Linked DNA regions of Mus musculus: regions 1, 2, 3, 4, 5 and 6 are each linked to region 7. Evidence: chromatin contacts called from public ChIA-PET, Hi-C and HiChIP or PLAC-seq data. All regions are on one chromosome and are shown on one strand. Each heading gives the region's core, a stretch centred on a gene start, on an enhancer-like site or on the middle of the called end of the contact. The rest is flanking DNA. Distances are from core to core; before and after follow the strand shown.

Region 1 (3,274 bases), core at 713-3,212, 400 kb after region 7:
AAAATGAGCCCAGTTCACCTTCTAGCCAGACCCTATGGGAGGCCATTCATTCCTACACTGGAGTCTCCAGCTACTTCCTTCCTCCCCTGAGTTGCTAGCAGGCTGAGTCTAAACCCACAGGAGTAGTAGCTGCTGCATATGAGGAATTGGTTGCATCGCTCCTGTGCCCACACTGCGTGTCTTCCAGCCCCTATAACCTGCAGAGGCTGACTGTACAGAAGCCAAGCGTCCTCTGGGGGCGGGGGGGGGGGGTATCAGAGAAGTCATCGATGGATCCACTGAGCATACACACGAGTTGGCTGCTAGGCTTCATGGATTTACAATCCAGTCCCAGCCCTCCCTGGTTGTTTCTCTCCACAGTTCCAGGCATGCCAGTTCCTTTCCCCGGTTTAGTGGGTTAGGTTCCTGGAAGTTGTACCCGTGTGCTCAGCTCCATTTCAGGACCATCTTCCTACTTAGTCTCTCCTGCTAAAGATGTGAACCCAAAGACTCGACCCTCAAAATGGAGACACTGGGTGGCAAAATAACCAAATTCCAAATCATGTGCAGCTATAGGGAAAAAAAAAGAATCAAGAATAGCAACAACCTTAGTATAATGGACCATTGAAGAATGGAACAGTGGTTAAAAAGACCATGGGAGAGTTGATTAGACAGTGCAGTGGTGACGTAACCAAGTTTAACTACCCTCACTTGTTCTTTGGGACCCACATGGCAAAGGAAGAACCTGATTTGTACAAGTTATCCTCTGACCTCCACATGTGTGCCCCACCCACTCCACAAACACATGCAAGTACATAAATAAATATGATTTTGTAAAAGTATTTGATAAGAAGCAACTTTGAAATAGACAAGGCAGGGGCTGGCAAGATGGCTCAGCGGATAACAGCACTGACTGTTCTTACAGAAGGCCCTGAGTTCAAATCCCAGCAACCACCCCTAATGAGATCTGACGCCCCCTTCTGGTGTGTCTGAAGTCAGCTACAGTGTACTTATGTATAATAATAAATAAATCTTTGGGTCGGAGCAAGCAAGGGACTGAGTGAGTGGGCCAACGGGAGAGAGCAGAGGTCCTAAAAATTTAATTCCTAACAACCATATGAAGGCTCACAACCATCTGTACAGCTACAGTGTACTCACATACACTAAATAAATAAATAAATAAATCTTTTTTTAAAAAAAAAGAAATAGGCAAGGTAAACGGAAGTGGGTCTGGAGAGGAACAATCATTGTTATTTACCAATACTGACTAGCTTTGTCCTATGTATTTTCAGCTGGAAAGCAAGTAGATTTCTTATATGTGTAGTAGTTCCATTCTGTCTACTTCCAAAGATGATTTGGGAGATATAGACACGTCACCGGTCAGGAAGAGAGAAGGAATTTGTTACACATTAATCAAGGTCTTAAAACTATGTGGCCTCTTCCCCTCTCTGTCTCCCACATGCCAGATGAAGGGGTCAGAGCAGATAATCTATGGAGTGCTACTCAGTGCTGATTGTCTGTGGTTTATGGAGGAAGCCAAACCATTTATTTTCATACTTTCCTTCAGTGGTGAATTCACTGTCTGCATGTTTTCTTTTGGCACTCATCCCACCACTGGTGTTCTTTGTGTGTCATTTTCCTAGACTGATCATGAGACCTCCATGTCAGAATAGGGTCTTATTCAGCCTTGTGCCTTCTTAACACAGGGCCTGGCACATGAAAGATGTCACCAAATACTGTCCAAAGAGTTGAGATGTGGATGAAGTGATAGGAATAGACTCGGACACCCTGTGCTTAAGGGGGACTTTGCCAGGAAACAAAGATTCTGAACAGCCTATCTGAACCCTTTTTCCAGGAGCTCTTTCCTGTGGTGCCATTTCTGGTTGTGGACTAAGGGAAATTTACAAGTCTCCATGGTGATTGGAGATCTCTGAGTTGGTGCTAACTTTCCAGCAGGCAAGTGGTGAAGAGAGCTGGTATGACTACCTGCTTAGTCAGAAGTGTCAGGATACTCTAGGCAGGTGGCTCCTACATGATCTGAGCCACTATGCTGTCAAGACAATTCCCAAGTGGGAAGCTCAGCCCCCTGTAGCTGGTCTTTGCTACTTTGTGGTTCTTCTTTCTTCTACCCTTTCCCATCCTTCCAGCCCCTTAACAGTAGATAAGAGAGAGAAAAGGATAGAGAGGAAAGGAAAGAGATCCCTGAATAAAGTCAGGGATGGGAAAGGGAGCAATATTATCTTTAGACTGCTTCCTGCTGATTAGGTCCATCAAGTGGGCTGTGGGGTAACCAAAGAGGCATCCAGAAGACAGAACATCATAATTAGACTTGATGTTTAAAAAGGGATGATGGCTAAGCTGCAAGGATGGAGATACCAAAGAGAGTTGAATTTAGGGAGACCAATTAACAGGCTTTGGGGAGTCTCTAAAAGAGGAACGTTAGTGTAGTTACCAAGGACCAACCTCAGCTTGGAGAGGGTTCCTGAGGAAGAGATGTTTGGAGCAGCAAAAGAATAACTCAAAGTCAATCATGAGTACAAACTGACAGCTCCATGTTCTGCTTGAGCTGGCTCTGCAGACAGCTACGTAGATAGATGAGCTCTTGCAGACCAAAGCCTAGTCTTTTATTTACTTATCAATTCAATCATTAACCCAGGTTCCCTTTTGATTATCCCACAAATCAGCATTTTATAACCTTAGTCCCTAGATTCTTAGAAAGAGATAGCAAGTACATATTTTATAATGTCGCAAATGAACTCAGAGATCTGCCTGTCTTTGTAAGCACAAACAATAAGTTAGTTGGGTGGGATCTGGCTCTGAGATCACCATTCTCATTACACCTGGACATATAGTTCTGTCCCAGGCTGAACTTGAACTCAGAAATCTGCCTTTGTATCTTTCTGATAATCTGGCTCATTAGTGCAGCTGCCTTTGTTCTTTTAGGTCCGTGAAGCCCCCTCATACAGTTCATATTACATTCTTATATTTTGCATAGTTGAGAAATTATACATTCGTAAACTCATGTTTTCAGAGTTCTTCCCCACAGCCTTACAGGCTATCTTAAAGTTTACAGCATTTACCATTTTGCTGAGGAACACATTCTCACCTCCCAGACTCATGCTGTTTCTAATTATCATGGAGTCATTAACTTTAACAAAGAGAGCATTCCTCAAAGGAGGAACATGAAAATATGTACATTATTATACAAACAAGCCCTACACCCACAGCAACTGTCAGCACAACTGGGGGCCCACCCCTTGCTAGCTCTGCTCCAGGAGCAGGAACTGTGTCACAC
Region 2 (3,163 bases), core at 475-2,974, 430 kb after region 7:
AGCACACATCTCCACACTGAGCCTGGGATACCAGGGGTCTCTGTAGAGCACACATCCCTGCACTGAGCCTGCAGACCAGGGGCCCCTGTGAACTCACATCCTTTCATAGCTGTAGCCACATTTCCCTGTTTGCTGTTGGCCTTGGCAGGAGAGAGGCAGAAGGGTGGGGGTTGGGGGTCGAGGCTAGGACTGTGGGAGAGGCTGATTGGCACCTGGGTTTTAATTTCACTGGAATGTTTTCCTGGGCGTGGCCTTTCTCTTCCTGGGTGGGTAGATGCACACAGCTTCCTGGGGAGGAGTGTTTTTCTTGGGCACTTTTTATTGGGTTTCAACTGAAAACACAGGATATTGGTATGGACTTTTAGGTTGAATTGCAGTCTACCCCCAGTACTTCCTTGAGGCTACATTTTACCCGACCTCTCTTAAGTCTCACTTGCTTACCCAACACAGAGTTACAGAGTTCTGGAGCTGGAAAGCGCCTTCGGGACCATCGAAAACAATCTAATCCTCCAATCTCACTGTTTGATGAAGAGGTGAAAAACTCAGTTTCAATCATGCGGGACTGATTGGTCGTAGCACTGGTCTCTAAAACCTGTCAATGGATAGTGTGAGCAGGCGCCCAGGTTTACCCGGGAGAGCCCTTGGTCCAGTATATTGCCTGGGTGTAGTTATTGATAATCACTCCTTTGCTTCTCCTAAGGAACAGGTTCGATGATGAGTAGTGTAGCCAGTGCTTGGTAATGCTTTCCGCTGTGTGGGCGCCAGTGTGGAGGAAGGGACAGAGGACATTCTCAGAGTTACACTCACAAGCTCATGAAAGCATCTGTAACTTCTCAAGCATGAGAAAGAAAATAGGTTGTCAGGTCTGAAGGGTCTAGAAATACGCTGCTCAGATGGTACATAAAACCCTCCCTCCAGTGCTGTTTGGCTGACCCAGCCTCCAAGGTGCTTCTCCTTTCTCGGCCTCCTCTCCCCAAACTCATCGGCCAATATCCTACTGCTGTGGTCCTGGAGGCCATTGGGGTCTTGGGTATATTTTCCTTCTGTGGAACGTTCCTTTACCTGCCCCTCCCCCACCAATGTTCCCAGATACTTCCTTTAGAAACATTTGTTCCCTGCCCCCCACCCCCGCTCTGGCCCCCACTCTTTTTGTTGTTGTTGTTGTTTTTCGAGACTGGGTTTCTCTGTATAGCTCTTGCTGTCCTGGAACTCACTTTGTAGACCAGGCTGGCCTCGAACTCAGAAATCTGCCTGCCTCTGCCTCCCAAGTGCTGGGATTAAAGGCATGCGCCACCATGTGGCCCCCACTCTTGATATCCACAGGCGCTCCCTTTGAGCTTGTTGGGGGAGTGTCTCCTGCCTGGACTGTGAGCAGTCTCAGGGGCAGGACAGTCAGTAAGCTCTAAGTACTGAGGTTGGTACAAGCAGAGGGCACAGGTAAATTCATTAAATTCATTCAAGAATGATTTACTGAGGATTACAGTTGGGTCCAAGCACACCACTGTGGGGTCCCAGCTCATGACCACGGAGCTGTTGCCCAGTTCTGCCAAGATAATGTATGGGCCTATGCGCTATATGCTGTTAGGTCTCAAGGCTAATGGCTGAGGTGCCTATTTAACACACCAAAGAGGACCTAGCTGCCGCCTAGTCAGTCCTAGCATTCCTCAGTCCTTACCTGGCAGACCCCACCCTGTCCCCTGAACTTCTCTAGCTCAGGGGCTGGGCTGCCCTTCCCTATATGATCTTGTCATTTCCGTTACCTAGCCCTTCCGTCTACCCTTTCCCCTCCTGGCCTCTCCTCCCTCCTCTCCTGACATGGCTCAGGGCTACACTCCCTCTGAACTCTCCCAGATGTCCCTGCCTGTGGCTATGCTCTCCCTTTTATGTGCAATAAGCTTTCTCCTCCACCATACCTAGAAGGAGTCATGCTTTTCTTCTTTTATCCCACTCCCACCCCCACCCCGTTCATACCCCCATGTTTGTTTCTTTCCTGGAATTTTGCACTCCTTTAGGAGAAAAAAAATAATCAGTCCATTAGTCTTTCCCACAAAGTTTATTTCTGAACTAACAGCATAAATCTCTGATCTATTTTAAAACAAGGAAAGGGAGGTTAAAATAACTTTTTCAAGGCCTCTGGAGTCAGTAGTTATTCCGATTGTTAAGCCCTGTGCCTTGGACCCTCACTAGCTCAACACTGGGGAAGGAGGTGCCCTGGGCACAGCCCAACCTTGTCCTTGCCTTCTTAAGTTCAGGGTCTTCCCCAGCAGTGTTTTTGAAAGGTAGGGCCGTGTTTGTGGCTGAACCAGCAAGGGCTTTTCCTGAAGGCTTCCCAAGGCCGGCATCAGAGCTGACCAGGAGCCATGCTCAGTCTCTTGTGAGGCAGTCTCTGGTTTTGGGTGAATGGTGTGTGAAGTTTCTGAATGGAGATGGAAGACACACACGCTGGGGACCTAGTGAGTCCAGGTCCAGAGGAGCTTGCCCGGTGTTATGGGAAGCAGGAGACAGAGGGAGCTAGGGAACAGGCGTACATGTCAGGGTGGGGTCGGGAGGAAGGAGAGCGGGGGAGGAGAGGAATCTGGGCTCCAGTTGTGGAGAGGGAGGAAAGATTAGAACTTGTATTATTCAGATTACTGCAAACCATTCTCACACTCTCCCCACCCACCGCACCACCCTCACCTCAATTCAGTCATCCTCTAAATGCCAGCCCCAAACCTTGCTTTGGCTTCCTTCATTCAGAGGTTGGGGCCACTTCTCCCTAATTACTCGAGGACTCTCCTCTGGTCTGAGAAGACTGTGGTAAGATGCACACAGAAGGGAAAGGTGATCTTGCCAAGGGAGCTGGTCTTCCCAGGCCAGGCGACTGTGTCCGTCATCTAGGGATCTTGTGCTGTCTCCTCCAATGAACTTCCTCCAGCTCTGAGCAACCGTCTGATTCCACCATAGCCCTTTTAACTAACTCACAGCAAACATGAAGCCATAGAGGGGATAAAGCGTGACTTGGAGGTACAGAGAAAGGCCAGCTGCCTTCAGGGAGCCTGTCTCCAGGAGCCCTGATCACTCTGCCAGGGCCTCATTCCAAACTGCCTTGGGCCTTCTCCTCCACCCTACAAACTTCCCCATGGGAGAGGGAAAGGGAAGGATCTCCTGAGCCTTAAAGGCCTGA
Region 3 (3,255 bases), core at 578-3,077, 430 kb before region 7:
CTTTCACATTGTATATAGAACTGGCACTAGGCTAGAGGACCTCTGAGTCCCAGCTCTCCTGTCCCTGTAAGAGCCCTGGCATGTGTGCGTGAAGATGCTATGGTAAAGCCTAATGCTTTGATATTAGTGTAAAATAATTATAGAAACATGAAACGTTCCTTTTGTTTAAATCCAAACAAAAGAACCAAACATTGCCAGGCTTAGAGGGGTGCACCTTTAATCCCAGCACTCAGGAAGGAGGCAGAGGCTGGCAGATCTCTGTGAGTTCGAAGCCAGCCTGGTCTGCACTGCAAGTTCCAGGCCAGCAATGATTACAGAGCGAGACCCTGTCTCAAAAAGAAAAAGTAAACAGAGACGTGAACATGGATGTCTCTGGGAGGTGCTTTGTCTCCAGCACCCACATCCACGACATCCCCTGCGTGAAGGCAGACACGGCCCTTAGTCAACAGCTATCTTATCCTCTCCTGGGAAGAGACAATGAGGAAGGAAGTAGGTGACCATCTAGGGAAATGACAAAGGGCACAGAAGGCAATTTGACAGATAGTTCCAGAAAGTTCTGGAAAGTTTTAGCTGGTCTTGTTAGGGCTGGCCTTTCCAAGACCAACAATGAGCAAGGGAAGTCTGTTGGGGTGCAGGTAGAAGGGAAGGAACTCCAACACACTGTTGGGGTGACCAGAAGGCCAGCATGCTCAAGGCATAGAGAGAAGGGTGGGGTGCGCAGTCAGCTCACAGAGAGCTGACAGGCTTCTTCAGCTGCAGGAAGGAAAGACCTGGTCATTGTGTAGGGGCGATGTCATCAGGGAGATCGGGTAGCAGGAATAAAATAGTTTGGGTCGAGGTGCTAGCAGTTTGGGTTAGAAGAGAAGAAGCAGGAAGTGTTTTGCAGGGGAGCATCAGGGGCCTTTGAGGATCAGAGCTGTAGGCGGGGTTGGGATGAGCACTGGGCTGGCTTGATTTGTCAGTTTGACACAAACTATAGTCACCTGAGAAGAGGGCACCGAAACTGAGAAAATATTTCCAGAAGATTGGGCTGAGGGCAGTCTGTAGGTATTGTCTTAATTAGTGATTGATGGGGGACGGCCCAGCCCACTGTGAGTGGTGCCATCCTTGGGTGGTCCTGGGTTCTGTAAGAAAGCAGGGTGTGGAAGTCATCGGGAGCAAGCCAGTAAGCAGCACCCCTCCATGGCCTCTGCATCAGGTTCCTGCCCTGTTTGAGTTCCTTTTCTGACTTCCCTCAATGGTGGACTGTCGCCTGGGAGTATATCCTGAAGCAAACCCTTTCCTCACCAAGTTTTCTGGGTCATGGTGTCTCATCACAGCAATGGAAACCCTGACTAATTGAAGCAGGAAGAGGAAGCTATGCCAGGTGTACTCTTTCTCTTTCCTACGCTGTTGGCTAGGACAGTCAGGAGCGTGACTTTATCAAGACAGAAAAGAATTGAAAAAGAGAAGTGTTGAGGGAGGGGAAGAAACCAAGCATCTTGTTTTGGTTTGGTCTGTCTGTCTCTTTGACACGGGTTCCCACTATGTAGCTCAGACTGGCTCCAAAGTTGGCATCCTTCTGTCCCAGTGGCTCACATTCTGGGATTACAGGCACAGGTAGCTATGCCTAGTGAGTGTCCTATGACTGTCAAGGGAATTAAAGGTGTTTGTTGAACAAGTACAAACAGCTCCCCAACAAGTTGGGGCTCTGAGGAGCTGTTGAGAAGATGTGTCAATTCTGGGAGTCAATTGTATGGTTTGGTTCAGGAAGTAACTGATGGCATACTGCTTCCTCTTCACCCTTTAGAAGTCACCCCCAAACAGAGGAGAACAAAGCCCCAAGGTAAACCTCAAGTCCAGTGAAATGAAAGACGTCTGTAGCTTCAGATCATGCTACTCAGAGATGGGGAGTGGGTCAGACGGAGAGCCGTCATTGTTTACCTGAGAATACGCCTCCATCCGTATGCTCAAGAGACAGAGCTGTAGACAGCAAGAAGCTAGGTTACCGGGAGGAAGCCCTGGAAGGCAAAGGAGTGGGAGGCGCTGGACGAGAAGAGAGGAAGGGTGACCAAGGACATGGCAGCTGGCAATGGATAAAGTGTAACAATGTGTACCGAAAGTCAGCCCCACCCAGGCTCCCACCAGTGAGTGTGCTCTCCCTGTCATGCTGGGGACTGGGACTTTCTTCTCTGAAGAAGATGAGCCTGGAAGGTTGGAGAGCCGGGTAGGATGGGGAAGCCAGACTAAGCAAGGAGCTAGCACAGTATGAACGCTGAAGACCAGGGCTGTCCCGCCCATGCTGCCCGACTTGAGGACTGCTGCCAGGCTCTTATCCTGACAGGTATTTTGAAGCACCCTTGTACTTTCTGTAGATACTGAACTGCCCAGGAAAACCTGTAGTGATTGCCATTTGAAGGTCTAAGTGAAAATACCAGTGGACCCCACCGAGCATCCTACAAAGAGGTCCACAAGTCTCCTGCCATCTGTGCAGCCAGGTTTCCTGTTAGCATTTGGCCATAGCGGGATAGCCATGGTTCATCAGATGCCCAAGGAAAGCCTTCCACACAGAAGACAGGGATCCAAACAGTCAGAGGAGAACTCACTCAAGTGAAATGCACGACGGAAAAGAAAATGTCAAATGAACCGCTTCCTCAAGAAGATTAGAAGGCGATCTAATTATAAAGAATAGGCATACCCATGAAAGGTTCCCAGGAATTAGAAACAAAAGCTAAGCTGGGAAATCCCATGGGCAGAAGGCAAGCATGATCGGGTGATATATTTAAGGAAACCCTCCTGGCTCCCAAAAGGCACTCACAGGTAGAAAACCAGGCAAAAAGAGATGTCCCAAATTCTGCCCAATGGGAATTGTAGAGAAAGAAACACGAGAAAGTTGGAAAGTGATTACCAAAGAAATAATAACAAGAAGGTTCCAAGACTGGAGGCCATACGTGTCTTGTCCAGTGAACGATGACATGCGTGAAATCAATGTGAAATACAAGACTATCAGAGAGAGGATATTGAATATCTATTAGAGCATGGAATGTGAACAGAGACTAGAGACATCTTCAGAGACAAAAATGCCAGGATATTGGCTTCCCATTAGCTAGCTATCTCAGGGAAACTTCTGGAGGAAAACTGCTCCCATGAGGAAGGAAACCAAAGAATGTATGAGGGCCAGGAGGTGGGAGACCATCTCGGACTAAAGGGGGCGCCCAGGAGGCAGGAGACCACCGAGGACTGAAGGGGGTGCCCAGGCAGTCAAAAGGAACTGAA
Region 4 (2,880 bases), core at 232-2,731, 450 kb after region 7:
AAAGCCCTGGCCCCGGAGCCATACAGCCTCCCGCCCTGGGAGGTCCCCGCAGCGCGCCTCCGGAACCACCTGGGGTTGGGAGGGTTGGGTAGGCTAAGAACAGCCAGCTCCTTCTCCCTAGGTTGGGGACATAAGCCAGGACACTCCCTCCATCTAAACCGATCTCAGCTCCAGATCTGCCACCCCTAGTCCCGCGCGCGACCTGACCTTGGACAATGCCACCCAAGGCGCCTTCCAAACCCCACTTCCCCTCCTGCGGCAGGGGTTGGACCGGTGCTAAACCACTGACCCCTACCTTCTATCCAGCCCCAAACTTCCTCAGTCTTACGTCCTTTCGCCCTCACCGGCTTCTACCACAGCCAAGCTGCCCACCACCCTTCTCGGCTACAGCCTCTCCCTCCATTTCCGGAGCAGTAACAACTTGGGAGCTGTGGCTATAAATAAGACCCAGACCGTGGGAACGCGGAGTGAGCCAAGGCAGTAAAATGTAGCTGAATGCCTCTCACAACCGCGGGCGGAAGTCTGGAAGAAATCACCGCGGGCCGAGAGGGACACCCGCAGAGAGGGGACGCACGCGCGGTCCTTACCGGTCATCTGCGCCCGCTGCAGGTTCCGGAGGTGCTTCACAGTCATTTCCAGAATGTCTGCCTTCTCTAGCTTGGAATGCCGGGAGCTCTGCGCAGAAAAAACAAGGGATGAAAGTCAGTCCTCCTTGTCAGCTGCCTCCGAGTTCTGAAGGTCCCCGCCCGCATGTCCCACATCCCAGGGCCCGGCGGCCTCTCTCCCGCCAGTGGGAACGTAGTGCTGGCGGGGTAAGATCCACATGCAGCAGGCTAAGAGCTTAGTTCTTTGTGCCTGGGAAATGCCATTCCATTCGTAATTAAAAATAAAAAAAAGCATTGCTCACTTACATCTTTCTTAAGTGCATCCAAAATCAGTGTTTTCAGTTGGCTTAGACTTTCATTTATTCTTGCCCTTCGCCTCTTCTCCATGATAGGCTTTGATGACTGCAAAGGGGGAGAAAAGAGGTCCTGAGTTCCCACGGGATCTGCCATTTCACCCCGAGGTTTTAAGAGAAAAGTAAAAGGAGTCCCGCTGTGCACAACCCACTTAATTTCTAGACGCAGGTACTGTCTTACCTTTCTGTGCTCAGAGGCCGTCTTTGGTTTGTCCGGTGTCGTGTTGACACTGGCTGGGGTAGCAGCCACCGGGGAGGAGGAATTTTTCTCCATTATATCAGCTGGCATTTTCGTTTTTTTTTTTTTTTTCTTCTCAGTCCCCAGAGAATTTTATTTTTGGAATCCTTCACGCAAAAAAAAAATAATTTTTTTTTGCTTACGTCCTTTTACTTGACTTTCATAAGAAAAACTACTGAGCAGTTGAAGGTTTATTATGTCTTAGGGCTACTTAGTGATCGGTAGCACTATTCCAGGACCAAGGAGAGAGGTAGACAGGGGATTCCGCTGTTATCAGCACCAGCTCCAGATCCTGTGTGATCCGCAGGCCCTGGCGGCCTCTATATATATCTGGGACTGCACGCGAACGGCTCGTGTGAAACTTCCCAAACTTTCTTTCCCACAGTAACTTTCAGCCAATGGGAGGAAGAGACACGCGGCACCGCTCGTGGACTGCGCCCCCCCATTGGCCGCTAGGCACAAGGTCTGGCGGCCAATGGCGCGCGCCTGAGCCCGGGGCACCGGAGGCTACAACGTCAATCAAAAGGATTTTAACCCTTTGCTAACTCTTTCCTCTGGGCTTTGCTTAGTTTTAGTCTAGTCTATTTCTTTTGTGGCCAGGCCTTTGGTTTTTATTGTTCTTGCTGCATGCAATATAACTACTTTGTATAATAAGTTCATTTGAAAAATATTTTGAACAGATATAGGCCAAGACAAAATTTAGTGATTGAAAAAAGGAGGGAACAAGGTAAAGAGGATGTGTTACTCTAATGTCTTCCGGAATTCCCGCTCGAACTCTGTATGTTTAGGGGAGTCAAAACTGCTCATGAGGTTGGGGAGATACTAAACCCCACACGCTAAACATGCCCTTACCGTCCCCCCAAATGCCTTCACAGCCAGGGTTTTCGGAGCAAGGTGTCTTTTGGATGCTTGTCTCCCTCTAGCCCATTCATTCCTCTCTTGGAATTGCAACCTTGGACCTCACGCTTCTCCAGAAAACAATCAGAATAATTTCCTACTGGGCAGAAAGGAAATGGAATTTCAAACGAAAAAAAAAATGAACAAGGGGGGCTTTGATAGCAATGCGACAGGAGGGGCGCGCTCGTTCCTCCGCCACTCTCTCTACCTTTCTCCCCGCAGGCTCCCAGTTGGCAATACGGATAGACGGCGGGCAAGGGAGTCGGGGCTCTCCCCTCCTCACCCCGCGGGCGGCCAAGGCGGCCTCGGCGCCCCGCGCGCGAGCCCTTTAAGAGCTCCACCAGCCGAGCTGCAGTTTGACATCAGCCGGCCGGCGAGGGCGCGCCTGGAGTCGGAGCACGTGCCAGGATGTTTTATTGCCGCCGCGGCTGCGGCCGGGGCCCAGAGGATGTGTGTGTGTGCGTGCGTGTGTGAGTGTGTGTGCGCGCGCCCCGGGGGCAGGGAGGCGGGGGCCGGCGGCGGCCGGCCGGGAGGGAGCGGGGGCCGCCTCTGGTCCCCGGGAGAAGCCAAGAAGGTAAATAGCAGCTGCTGTGCTCGAGCCTGGGAAAACCCCGCCCCCTGCGCCTGGCCAGGGCTCATTGGCGCGCGCTGCGTGTGGGGTGTGTGCGTGCGTCCGTGTGTCCGGGGCCCCCTCCTCCGGCCCGGGCGAGCCAGGAATCCGCGGGGGCGGCGGCCCGAAAGCTGAGCCCCCGCGCTGGCCTCCCTTCCCCCGCCCCGGCCAAGGTCA
Region 5 (2,914 bases), core at 191-2,690, 460 kb before region 7:
CCTGGCTGTGTGGACACAGTAGAGACCTTTCTCGGAAAGTCAAGTTCAGCCCTTGCTGTTTGCTGGTGAAAGTGCATCTGTCTGGACTACTTCACTTCAGTAAGCGTGGGCTGGGCCCCTGCCTTGTGCCAGGCACGGGGCCAGGCAGTGGGGATTCAGGTATGTAAAGACACCATTTCTATCCCCAACGGTATGACAACTCAGTGGGTCAGAGTGGCTTATGGGGCCCTTGCAGACTTCACTAAGGAATTGGCCTCTGGGCTGTGGTTTGATTAGAAGGTAGCTGTGTGGATGGTGAGGAAAGAGGGCACAGCAGCTAAGGCCCTGGTGAGAATGGCATATGCAGAATCAGCAGGAATGTCAGTGTGGATGGAGCAGAGGAACCTGGGGTGGACAGGGCATGGCCAGATGGCCCGGCTTCTCATGGCCTGGGATCGGGTCTTCAGAAAGTGGGGAGCGTGGCGTCACTGCTGTCAGGACAGATGAACAGCAGACACCTGCCTCTTGGCTAGATCACACTGTCTAACAGTGTGCTACAACTACGTCCATTCCCATAGGTCACACCGCTGGAGACAAGACCCGGTGCTGGGTGTGTAGACAGGAGGTCCAGGGTAAATATCATCCTTGTGGCCATCAGAAGGCCACCGATGAGGGCGGGACAGTGTGCCCATTCACTGCCAGAGCAGTGACTTGGTGGGAACAACAGCGGAGGTCAGGAGAGTCTTTCACAGGTACCATCTAAGGCCCTCCTAAAATTTCCATCCCTGTGCCTTACACTCTTGTTTTCCTCTATTTTTTATGCCCAGCAAGAAATAAATCTCAAATATTTACCAGAGGTACACTTAAAAGCAGCTTTTTCTAAAAGCAGCGTTTACACTGAGGAAGATTTCAAGTGCAGCTGTGGCACTGGGTTGTGCATCATCTGGCTGTGGCTTGGCTTAGTGGCCTGGGAAAGAGGATGGCGATTGACTCTTGCCAGCAGTGTGTCTCACCAAGGCAGAACCACCGCACCTGGGCTGACAGTGTGGACCCCAGTTGGACGGCTTTGTGGTGGCAGTCTCTGTGATGACACACCTTGTGTCTCTGGGACGAGCTGCCTGAGTGATGATGGGCACAGGGAGCATGCCCAGGTGTGAGCCCACGCACCTGCCGCAGAGAGCATGCGCAGATATGAGTCCACGCACCTGCCACAGAGAGCATGCGCAGATATGAGCCCACGCACCTGCCGCAGGCCCGCATTGTGCATGGGGAGTTGTGCAGGATGATTGGTTCCTCTTCGGTTTGTTATTTCCGTCTCCTGAGAAGGGTGAAAAGAGGAAAAAAAACCAACTATTTTCACAGAAAGTGTGTTTGAGAACTTGTCTCTACCCCACATGCTCTTGCCTGCCTCAGAACATTCCATGCTAATTACACAAGCTGCTGCTGCCGCCACAGCTTCCTGTTGGTGTCCACGGCTCTGGAAACCACGGAAACTGGTGACATCTATGCCTGCAGCAGGCTGCAGTACACATGAAGGGGGCTGACTTTGGGTGAGGGCAGTGTGCCCGCTGCACGCCAGGCTCAGGCCTGCTGGAGGAACACAGCTCACAGTGGCTTGTAGAGGAACCGTGTGGCACTAGGACATAGGAAGAGAGACAGCTGCTCCATCCACTGATTCTGTGCTGGAAACAGACCACGGACTGAGAGATCTCAGCCACGGACAGTGGCAGGAGGGTCTCTAGAGAGCTGGTCCCGTGTCTGTATCTAACGACTTGGTTTCCTCTTTGAGACAGGGTCTGACTACTTATCCTTGTTCTCCTGTAACTCTAGACCAGGCTGGCCTCAAACTCACAGAGATCCACCTGCCTCTACCACCCTAGTGGTGAGATTAAAGTCACACCTGCCTTCTTCTGCCACAGTTTTAAATTGCTAAAATATATGCAACATAAAAGTTGCCGTTTGGAACATCTTTAAGTCCATAACATTAATTCTGCCCAAATGTCCCACCATCACCATCCTATTTCCAAAACAGTTGTATTACCCAAGCAGAAATGTCATCCTCTGAACGGTTGCCCTGCATCTTTCCTCCTCAGCCCATGGCAAGCTCTCATCTACTTATGTCTTATACATCTGCCTGGTTTAGATGGTCCATGTCTCCTCTGTCACTCTGTGGCCATTAGAAGCCCCGGACACATACTGTTCCCAGCTCCCATCAGGGCTCAGAGTAGGGCTGTGGCCTGGCCTGAGAGGCAGTGAAGCAGAAAGGAGAGGTCTCACCGTTACTAGCTGGGCATTTTGACGGTCATCCTTACATCCTGAAAGCCTTAGTTTCCTCATCTAGAAAATGGGTTTAATAATGTGTACCTCCCAAGCATGCATAGACAGCTCAAGTATGTAAATGTGTAGAGGAGTGCTTAGGGACAGGTTTTGTCATAATTATCTGTATTATCGTAACCTGTACCTCCAAGTCCCATAATGACTAAAAGAAATCACTTATAAATTGTTCATGAAGTAGCTGGCAGGTAATAATTATTGAAGTAAATGCCAGCTACCCATATACATACATGCCATGTGCATTACAGAAAAACCAACACAGTGGTTAAGAGCATTGGCTGTTCTTACAGAGAGCACAGTTTTAATTCCCAGCGCCCACATGGTGTCCTACAGCCATCTTGAACTCCACTTCCAGGGGATCCAGTCCCCCTTTCCGGCTTCCACTGGCACCAGGCAAAGCAGCCTGCACATAGGTAACAATAACTTTGTAAAGCAACAGCCAGCAAGGGGCTTAGACAGGCTGTCCCCAACTGAGAGTCAACGCTCGTCCAGCAGCAGATTGCCCCACCCCAAGTAGGGCCCACTGTTTCCTATTTTCTTTCCAAGCAGCAGAGAAATGAGGAGTCCCAGGCAGTGGAGACTAGCTGACTGTAGAAGCTCA
Region 6 (2,924 bases), core at 231-2,730, 270 kb after region 7:
TGTTCCTTTGTGAACACTGAACTCTCCAGACATGTGATGTTATTTCTCATGTATTTATGTGTTTATTTAGCTTCTTACATGGACTCTAAACTATGGTCAAAACAGGACTATTACATGTCTCTGTATACCCACAAGAATAATGACCACCCTGTCTTTTCTGGGTGGGAGAGGATGCACCTAGCTTCACAGAGACTTGATGTGCCAGGTTGGTGGATACCTAGGGCACCCTACCAACTCAGAGGAGAAAGGGAAGGGGATTATGGGAGGAAGTGCCCGGGAAGGAGGCAGTGAGCAGGATGAAAAGTGTATAAGTAAAACAATTAAAATAGAAACATAAACAAATAATGGCCACCAAAAGTTCTCATCATGCACTCCTCAAATTTCTATTTGCAGTCAGTATTGTCCCTAGGCCTGAACAACCTCACCGGCCACTCAGTGCTTTGCCAAATAACTGGACGACATCAACAAAGAAGATGGAGACCACCATGTGCTGCTTCTAGACCCACGTTGGGGACAGTGCTACAGACTTTTCGTCAGTTCATAATATAGGCTTCTAATCCGCTCCTGAGAATTCAGACAGATAATTACGAGCAGGTGATTGCCGAGAGTCTCAGCACTGAGGGTCAGAAGCTGACAGGTCCTCCCAACCTCTGCTGCCATTTTCCTCTTTCTCTGCTTGCTTCTTCGGCCCCTCCTATGACACAGAGCAGAGACCAGGCAGTAGTATCTCTTGACAGTTGGCTGCCTGACTTGTGGAGGAGACAGATCAAAGCCCACAGGGGATGATAGGTCACCCCGGAACCCAGGTTCTGGGGCATCCTTTCATCCTCTGGGTCTCAGTTTCTCCCATCCGGGATGCAAGATAATTGGATGTGGGACATCCTATCCTGCCCTCTGATTCAGCACTCTTGGGGAGGGTGAGAAATCTGCTGTGTGAAATCTGACCAAAGAGTGCTTAAAATAACACTTCTCAGCCTTGATATCAGAGGATTCGTTCGTGTGTGCCAAACAGATTGTGATTAAGCCGGTGGAAGGTGGCCTTTAAGCCTGAATTTCTAGCGATCTCCCAGTCAGTGCTCAATCCCTGCCAGTCCTGTTTATACCCTGGGAAATGAAAAGCTGACTCACAAGACCCAACCACAGATCCATGGGATCAGAAACTCTGGGGTATCGACCAGCAATCTGTCCTTACGCTGTCTCCGAGGTTGTTTCAATACCCATCAAGTTCAAAACTACCGCTTTAGGACAGCTGATTCTGAACTTGACTAAGGACTGGAAATTCCTGCAGAGAGTTTTTGAAGCCCTGGTGCCTAAGTCAAGCTCTCATATTCAAATTTAATAAACACGGGATGCCAACGTGGAGGCATCAGGATTTTTAAACACTCCGAATGAGTATGAGATGTACTGAAGGTACTGGCTTCCAGGCTGAGAGTCTGCCGTTCTCTGAAGCCGCTCTGCCTGAGACTACCATGAGGGGGCGCTGTGGCGCCACGGGGAAAACTCCGCGCTCCGGGCGGCTGCTGGTCCGGGCTGCGGAGGTGGCGGCTGCGCCTGGGGGGCGCGCCTCCGGGAGCGGCTCCTGGCCGAGGCTTGCCCTGTGCCTGCATCTGTACCTAATTAATGCTGGCGGCTGCCTAGTCGCGCCTGACGTTAGATGTGCTGGTGTTGGGGGAACGCCTGCAACCACTCGGCACAGGTTCCTTTACTCCACTTTGTTCTCTGCCTCCTTCGGGACTCGGGTTCACCCCTGCGGCTGCTCCCTGACACTCTCTGCCTGTCCCAACGTCACCTCACTGGGTTCCTTGTCTCTTTCCGAGGATCCCGGCAAGTTCCCCAAGCCAAGGGACCTGCTGATCAGCTCCAGAATCCAGCTCCTGTCATTCTCTCTCATGGTTTCTTTCTCTCTTCTTTCTGCCCTTAGTTGAGCTCTGTGGGTCTTCATAATAAACGTTTTCATACACAGGGTTTGCCTCTGACTTTGTGACACATAAAGCAGGGCCGTTTGTAAGGGACTTTCGACGTCTATGGGGGTAGGGAGCAGAGAGTTGCTTCTGAGTTTTAATGGCTCTGTGTGTGTGTGTGTGTGGGGGGGGGTGTTCTATTTTTAAGGATGAGGCTTTATTCTGGAAAGGAGAGTCCCTTGTTTAGCTTCTTAGCTAGCTGGATACATCACCCCCGCCCAGGGGGGCTTTCCCCACAGGCAGTGACCTTTATCATAAATAATCCACTTCATATTTCATCCCACCCACTTTCCCATCTGTTTGATATTCTGCCTTCCCTGGTGCGAGGCCTCATCTGGAGACAAGCCATGTGAGTAAAAGAAGCTTGCCCATCCCTGGTCTGATGGCTGCCTTGCCCTGCCAGCTTCTTCAGAGCCTACTTCTGAGGGGACAGAAGAGGAAGGGCAATTGGAGAGACTGTGTGCTTCTTTCCTGACCCCAGCTCTCATTTCCAGGGCTTGGTTTCCTTCTTTGAAGCCTCTGCTACCTACCTAGATTCAGGTCCTTATTCCCAGGCAGTTGGCAGGAGCCACTCCAGTCCAGGGGAAACTGAGGCCAAAGAGGTTAGAAGGGACCCCCTCGAGCCACATAGCTGATTCCTGGCAGGTTCCACGTTTCTACAGAATTGTTCAAAGCTCTCCCTAGGGCCAGTGGACACTTCCTAGCAGCGAGGCAGTGGTGGCAGGGGTCCAGAGGGAACTAGTTTAATTTGAAGAGCAGCCGTCCCTCCTAGAATCCAAATGAGCAATATCATCACAGAGCCCAGGGTGTCAGAGACTGGGCCTGGGCTGTGGGCAGAAAACAGGCCTACGGGTTCAGAGGGGAATCACTCATCAGACATAAGGGGGAGGGCTGGGGGACTTGATGGGGGAAGTATAGATATGCTGTGTCAGAACGAGTCCTGCTCCCTCTAATGGGGCCCTG
Region 7 (2,876 bases), core at 92-2,591:
TTTTTTAATTAATTGGTTGGTTGGTTCTCCTGAGCCTGGGTTTCTCTGTGTAGCCCTGACTGTCCTGGAACTTGTTCTATATGGCCTCGAGTACTGAGGTCCGCCTGCCTCTGCCTCCCAAGCGTCCTTGGATTAAAGGCGTTCGCCACCAATGCCTGGTTTATTTTTGTTGTTTTTAACAACTTGTGTATGTTGCGCCTGCACTTTCAGAGCGTGTATGGTGGTCCAAGTGACACTTGGCAGGTATCAGTTCTCTTTTTCTACCATGTGGGGTCTGGGCAGCAAGCAGCTTTACCACTCCTCCACCCCCCACCCACCCACACACAATCTGCTTACATTTTATTACCTGTTTGAGATAAATACTCTAGGGGTAAAATATAGCTGAGTGGATCAGCAATACTTAACACGCACAAGACCCCGGGTTCCATTTCTAGCATCAAAAAAGGAGCAGAACCTTCAGGACACTTCCCAAGTTCCCTGCGTGTTCTTTTTCCACTCCTTCACTTTTGCCTGGGCAGACACTTAACTCTCTTCCACCCTCTCATCTTTTTCTGCTTACAACAAGCCCAGAATTAAAAGGCCATCCATGGGCAGAGGGGGTTCTGCTTACAACAAACCCGGATGTGCTGAAGTGTTCAAAGCTCTTCCTTTAATTAGTGAGAGATGGTCTCTGACAAGTTCAAGACTGGTGCTAGCTCAACCGATCCAGAGAACGCCTAATAAGGAAGGCTGGTGGTCTGATGGCACCGGCCTGTGATCCCAGTTATTCCAGACCGAGACAGGAGGCTGGCTGGCAAGATCCTCGGGCTACAGAATAGCATCGGTCATTTTTGCAAAACTCGGTCTCAACGGTGCAATTTTTTTTTTTTTAAAGAAAAAAATCAAGTGGAATGGATGCTCAGAGGCAAAGCGCGTGGCTGAAACACGTCATGCTCTCATTTCTATCGCCAGAACCGAAGAATGTCTGCCTAATCTGCTTTCTTTTTGCCTTAAATCTGACAGCCAAATACGGCTCCAAACATTTGGGACTACGGTTTCTGAGCAGGGCAGGTCATTAAACTCCTAGGATCCTATTCCAGTCGCACGGGAACACTGCGGGCAGCGGCCGCCGTTGATGGCGGAGGCCGGGGCATTTCTTCGTACTCCGCAGGGTATGGCTAAGAGGCCGGTCTCTCCCTCCGAGTCGTTGCCCCCTCTTCTGACTCCGAAGCTCACCCTCGACGGCCCTGGGGGATAGCAAGTAGCGTTCTCCAGCAGCCGAGCCACACAAAGCTGGCCTGAGTCAGGATAACAACTCCATTTGGGGCACTTCCGGGATGCGGGGGAGGGGAAGCGGCCGGCGCATGCGCAACATGCAGCCACCCCCTGAGAGCAGCGCAGGCTCTGCCCGTTGGACCCTAGCTCCTGGCCTCCTCTGCCTGGGCACCTCTGACTTAAGTGTCTCCCCAGTGGGGGTCGGGGGAGGGAGGTGTTAAAAGATCGTTATAAGGCTATTGTGTATATTTGTGACTTAGATATAGTATAAGCAATATTCTGTGTGTTTGCGACTGACCAATAGCCCAAAGCTGCACTGCAAACCATTCTACCTAAGTGCATTCAACTTTTTTACAAGACAAAAATGCAGGTGCACGATTTAACTAAAGAAAATCAGATCGTGCCAAAGTTTATAAGGAAAACAACGGCGCTCTGCCCACACATCCGCAACTGCTTCACTTTCAGCTTCCTTTGTTTTGCCTCCAGCGACAGATTGCTCGTGCCTTTGCACAATGTCAAAATGTATTAACAGTAAATTCAAAAGCTACTTGGAAGTCTAGATTTCCCTTGGTAAGAGACAATCGGCAAACACAAGTTCTTTTATCTGGATCTTAATTGCTAATACTAACTCTCAGACCACACACCCATACCACCTTGTAATTGTATGAATATTGTCTGTCTGGGTTACACAACAGCTACAACCTGTGAAAGGAAGGGGGCAGAGTCAGAGGTTTTACTGGGGGCAGAGACAGATAGCTTTACAAATGCAGTTATGGCAGGTGATATATAGATGCTAAGATATATAAATATATAAGATATATAGTCTGGACGTTAGGCTAGAGACAGAGAGTCAAGCTGTAGGGTCACAGGGTACAGCCTCACTGCAGAGGCTCAGCTCAGAACTATGGAGTCAAGGTGAAGGCCCTGATCTGGACAGATGAGCAGATAGACTGACAATGGAAATTCTAGCAGTGGAGACTGAGCTGAGCGAGGACTCTGGGAACAGTAAACACTTGGGTGGCAGCTGAACAGTGGTGGTGCATACCTTGAACTCCGGAGGAAGAGTTAGTTCCTGGACAGCCAGGACTACGCAGGAATCCTGTGGCAGCCCTGGTAGAGAGGTGATTGGCATTGCCCGTGGGGTGTCCTTTTATGTAATCTGGGTGAGGGTGGTGCGTACTCGGTTGGTCTAGTGTGTTTCACAGTTACTGGGCCTGGTTTTCCAGATAAGGACGTCATTACACCCAAGTGTGATTCCTACACTCCTAACTTACTTTAACGTTGCAGAAGTGATGGGTTTTGACTTTTAGGACTAAGTTCTTAAGTCTGTGCCTTGTGGGTGTTGCCGGGCGCATGCTGGTGTTCTCGTGAACAGCAAGGCACAGAGTCACCCCTCCGAATGGAGCCCAACGATGTTTGGGCAAGTGGAGCTACACATGGCATGGCAAGGCTCAGCCTGGAAGCCACACTGTGGTGTGACCCAGAGCACAGCATCATCTCCACTCATGCACCTTACAGGCTAGCACAGCACGGCTTAGCTTCAAGCCCAGCGTCAACCTGCTTTCCAGCCACAACTGTCAAGGCTGTACAGATTGCCTCTAGCTTCCATTAAGCGCAGGTTG

What was found. Hi-C and Micro-C count contacts between places; a contact is called where the count stands out from the background. ChIA-PET counts read pairs in DNA pulled down with a chosen protein or histone mark. HiChIP or PLAC-seq counts read pairs in DNA pulled down with a chosen protein or histone mark.
Region 1: a FOXA1 HiChIP or PLAC-seq map of pancreatic cancer cells shows a contact between it and region 7. The contact joins two enhancer-like sites.
Region 2: a Hi-C map of embryonic stem cells shows a contact between it and region 7, with 3 times the contacts expected there. The contact joins two enhancer-like sites. A contact is called at or near these places in 9 of 484 Hi-C or Micro-C datasets (cerebral cortex, embryonic fibroblasts, embryonic stem cells and 2 more) and 4 of 115 datasets of contacts at active chromatin or transcription factors (embryonic stem cells, extraembryonic endoderm stem cells and pancreatic cancer cells).
Region 3: a contact with region 7 is called in an RNA polymerase II ChIA-PET map of memory CD8 T cells, with 6 read pairs. The contact joins two enhancer-like sites. A contact is called at or near these places in 1 of 484 Hi-C or Micro-C datasets (embryonic stem cells) and 5 of 115 datasets of contacts at active chromatin or transcription factors (embryonic stem cells, memory CD8 T cells, pancreatic cancer cells and 1 more).
Region 4: a contact with region 7 is called in an H3K27ac HiChIP or PLAC-seq map of extraembryonic endoderm stem cells. The contact joins the promoter of Hes1 here to the enhancer-like site in region 7. A contact is called at or near these places in 1 of 39 promoter capture datasets (the C10 cell line), 28 of 484 Hi-C or Micro-C datasets (the C2C12 cell line, the HL-1 cell line, the N1E-115 cell line and 13 more), 8 of 115 datasets of contacts at active chromatin or transcription factors (the NIH/3T3 cell line, embryonic stem cells, extraembryonic endoderm stem cells and 4 more) and 1 of 9 other capture datasets (adipose tissue).
Region 5: an HNF4G HiChIP or PLAC-seq map of pancreatic cancer cells shows a contact between it and region 7. The contact joins two enhancer-like sites. A contact is called at or near these places in 8 of 115 datasets of contacts at active chromatin or transcription factors (bone marrow-derived macrophages, embryonic stem cells, microglia and 2 more) and 1 of 9 other capture datasets (embryonic stem cells).
Region 6: an HNF4G HiChIP or PLAC-seq map of pancreatic cancer cells shows a contact between it and region 7. The contact joins two enhancer-like sites. A contact is called at or near these places in 14 of 484 Hi-C or Micro-C datasets (the C2C12 cell line, bone marrow-derived macrophages, brown adipocytes and 8 more), 12 of 115 datasets of contacts at active chromatin or transcription factors (the SCID.adh cell line, acute myeloid leukemia, embryonic stem cells and 4 more) and 1 of 9 other capture datasets (embryonic stem cells).

The regions. Positions count from the first base shown.
Region 1 is chr16:30,109,984-30,113,257 of GRCm38.p6, reverse strand. No RefSeq gene overlaps it. Among named protein-coding and RNA genes, the nearest start is that of Gm32998, 41 kb to the right of the region's middle. Within about 2 kb of position 1,962, at least 15 of the 459 cell types and tissues checked have an H3K27ac peak or open chromatin away from gene starts, as enhancers often do. A contact at or near this core is called in pancreatic cancer cells, where this site is marked.
Region 2 is chr16:30,080,797-30,083,959 of GRCm38.p6, reverse strand. No RefSeq gene overlaps it. Among named protein-coding and RNA genes, the nearest start is that of Gm32998, 12 kb to the right of the region's middle. Within about 2 kb of position 1,724, at least 30 of the 459 cell types and tissues checked have an H3K27ac peak or open chromatin away from gene starts, as enhancers often do. A contact at or near this core is called in embryonic stem cells, where this site is marked.
Region 3 is chr16:30,941,558-30,944,812 of GRCm38.p6, reverse strand. The region is part of intron 1 of Gm46565 (a long non-coding RNA gene); the gene reads left to right. Among named protein-coding and RNA genes, the nearest start is that of Gm46565, 9.6 kb to the left of the region's middle. Within about 2 kb of position 1,827, at least 22 of the 459 cell types and tissues checked have an H3K27ac peak or open chromatin away from gene starts, as enhancers often do. A contact at or near this core is called in memory CD8 T cells, where this site is marked.
Region 4 is chr16:30,063,958-30,066,837 of GRCm38.p6, reverse strand. It overlaps Hes1 (hes family bHLH transcription factor 1), which reads right to left and starts at 1,481. Exons shown (of 4, transcript NM_008235.2): 1 at 1,140-1,481; 2 at 912-1,007; 3 at 588-675. The coding sequence starts at 1,247.
Region 5 is chr16:30,970,652-30,973,565 of GRCm38.p6, reverse strand. The region is part of intron 3 of Xxylt1 (xyloside xylosyltransferase 1); the gene reads left to right. It overlaps Gm15742 (a long non-coding RNA gene), which reads left to right. Exons shown (of 2, transcript XR_384807.2): 1 at 1-159. Among named protein-coding and RNA genes, the nearest start is that of Gm15742, 4.4 kb to the left of the region's middle. Within about 2 kb of position 1,440, at least 129 of the 459 cell types and tissues checked have an H3K27ac peak or open chromatin away from gene starts, as enhancers often do. A contact at or near this core is called in bone marrow-derived macrophages, microglia and pancreatic cancer cells, where this site is marked.
Region 6 is chr16:30,235,092-30,238,015 of GRCm38.p6, reverse strand. No RefSeq gene overlaps it. Among named protein-coding and RNA genes, the nearest start is that of Gm33330, 17 kb to the left of the region's middle. Within about 2 kb of position 1,480, at least 118 of the 459 cell types and tissues checked have an H3K27ac peak or open chromatin away from gene starts, as enhancers often do. A contact at or near this core is called in the SCID.adh cell line, embryonic fibroblasts, pancreatic cancer cells and 1 more, where this site is marked.
Region 7 is chr16:30,509,131-30,512,006 of GRCm38.p6, reverse strand. It overlaps Tmem44 (transmembrane protein 44), which reads left to right. Exons shown (of 11, transcript NM_001384248.1): 11 at 1-152. Among named protein-coding and RNA genes, the nearest start is that of Gm52252, 9.6 kb to the left of the region's middle. Within about 2 kb of position 1,341, at least 403 of the 459 cell types and tissues checked have an H3K27ac peak or open chromatin away from gene starts, as enhancers often do. A contact at or near this core is called in the C2C12 cell line, the N1E-115 cell line, the NIH/3T3 cell line and 19 more, where this site is marked.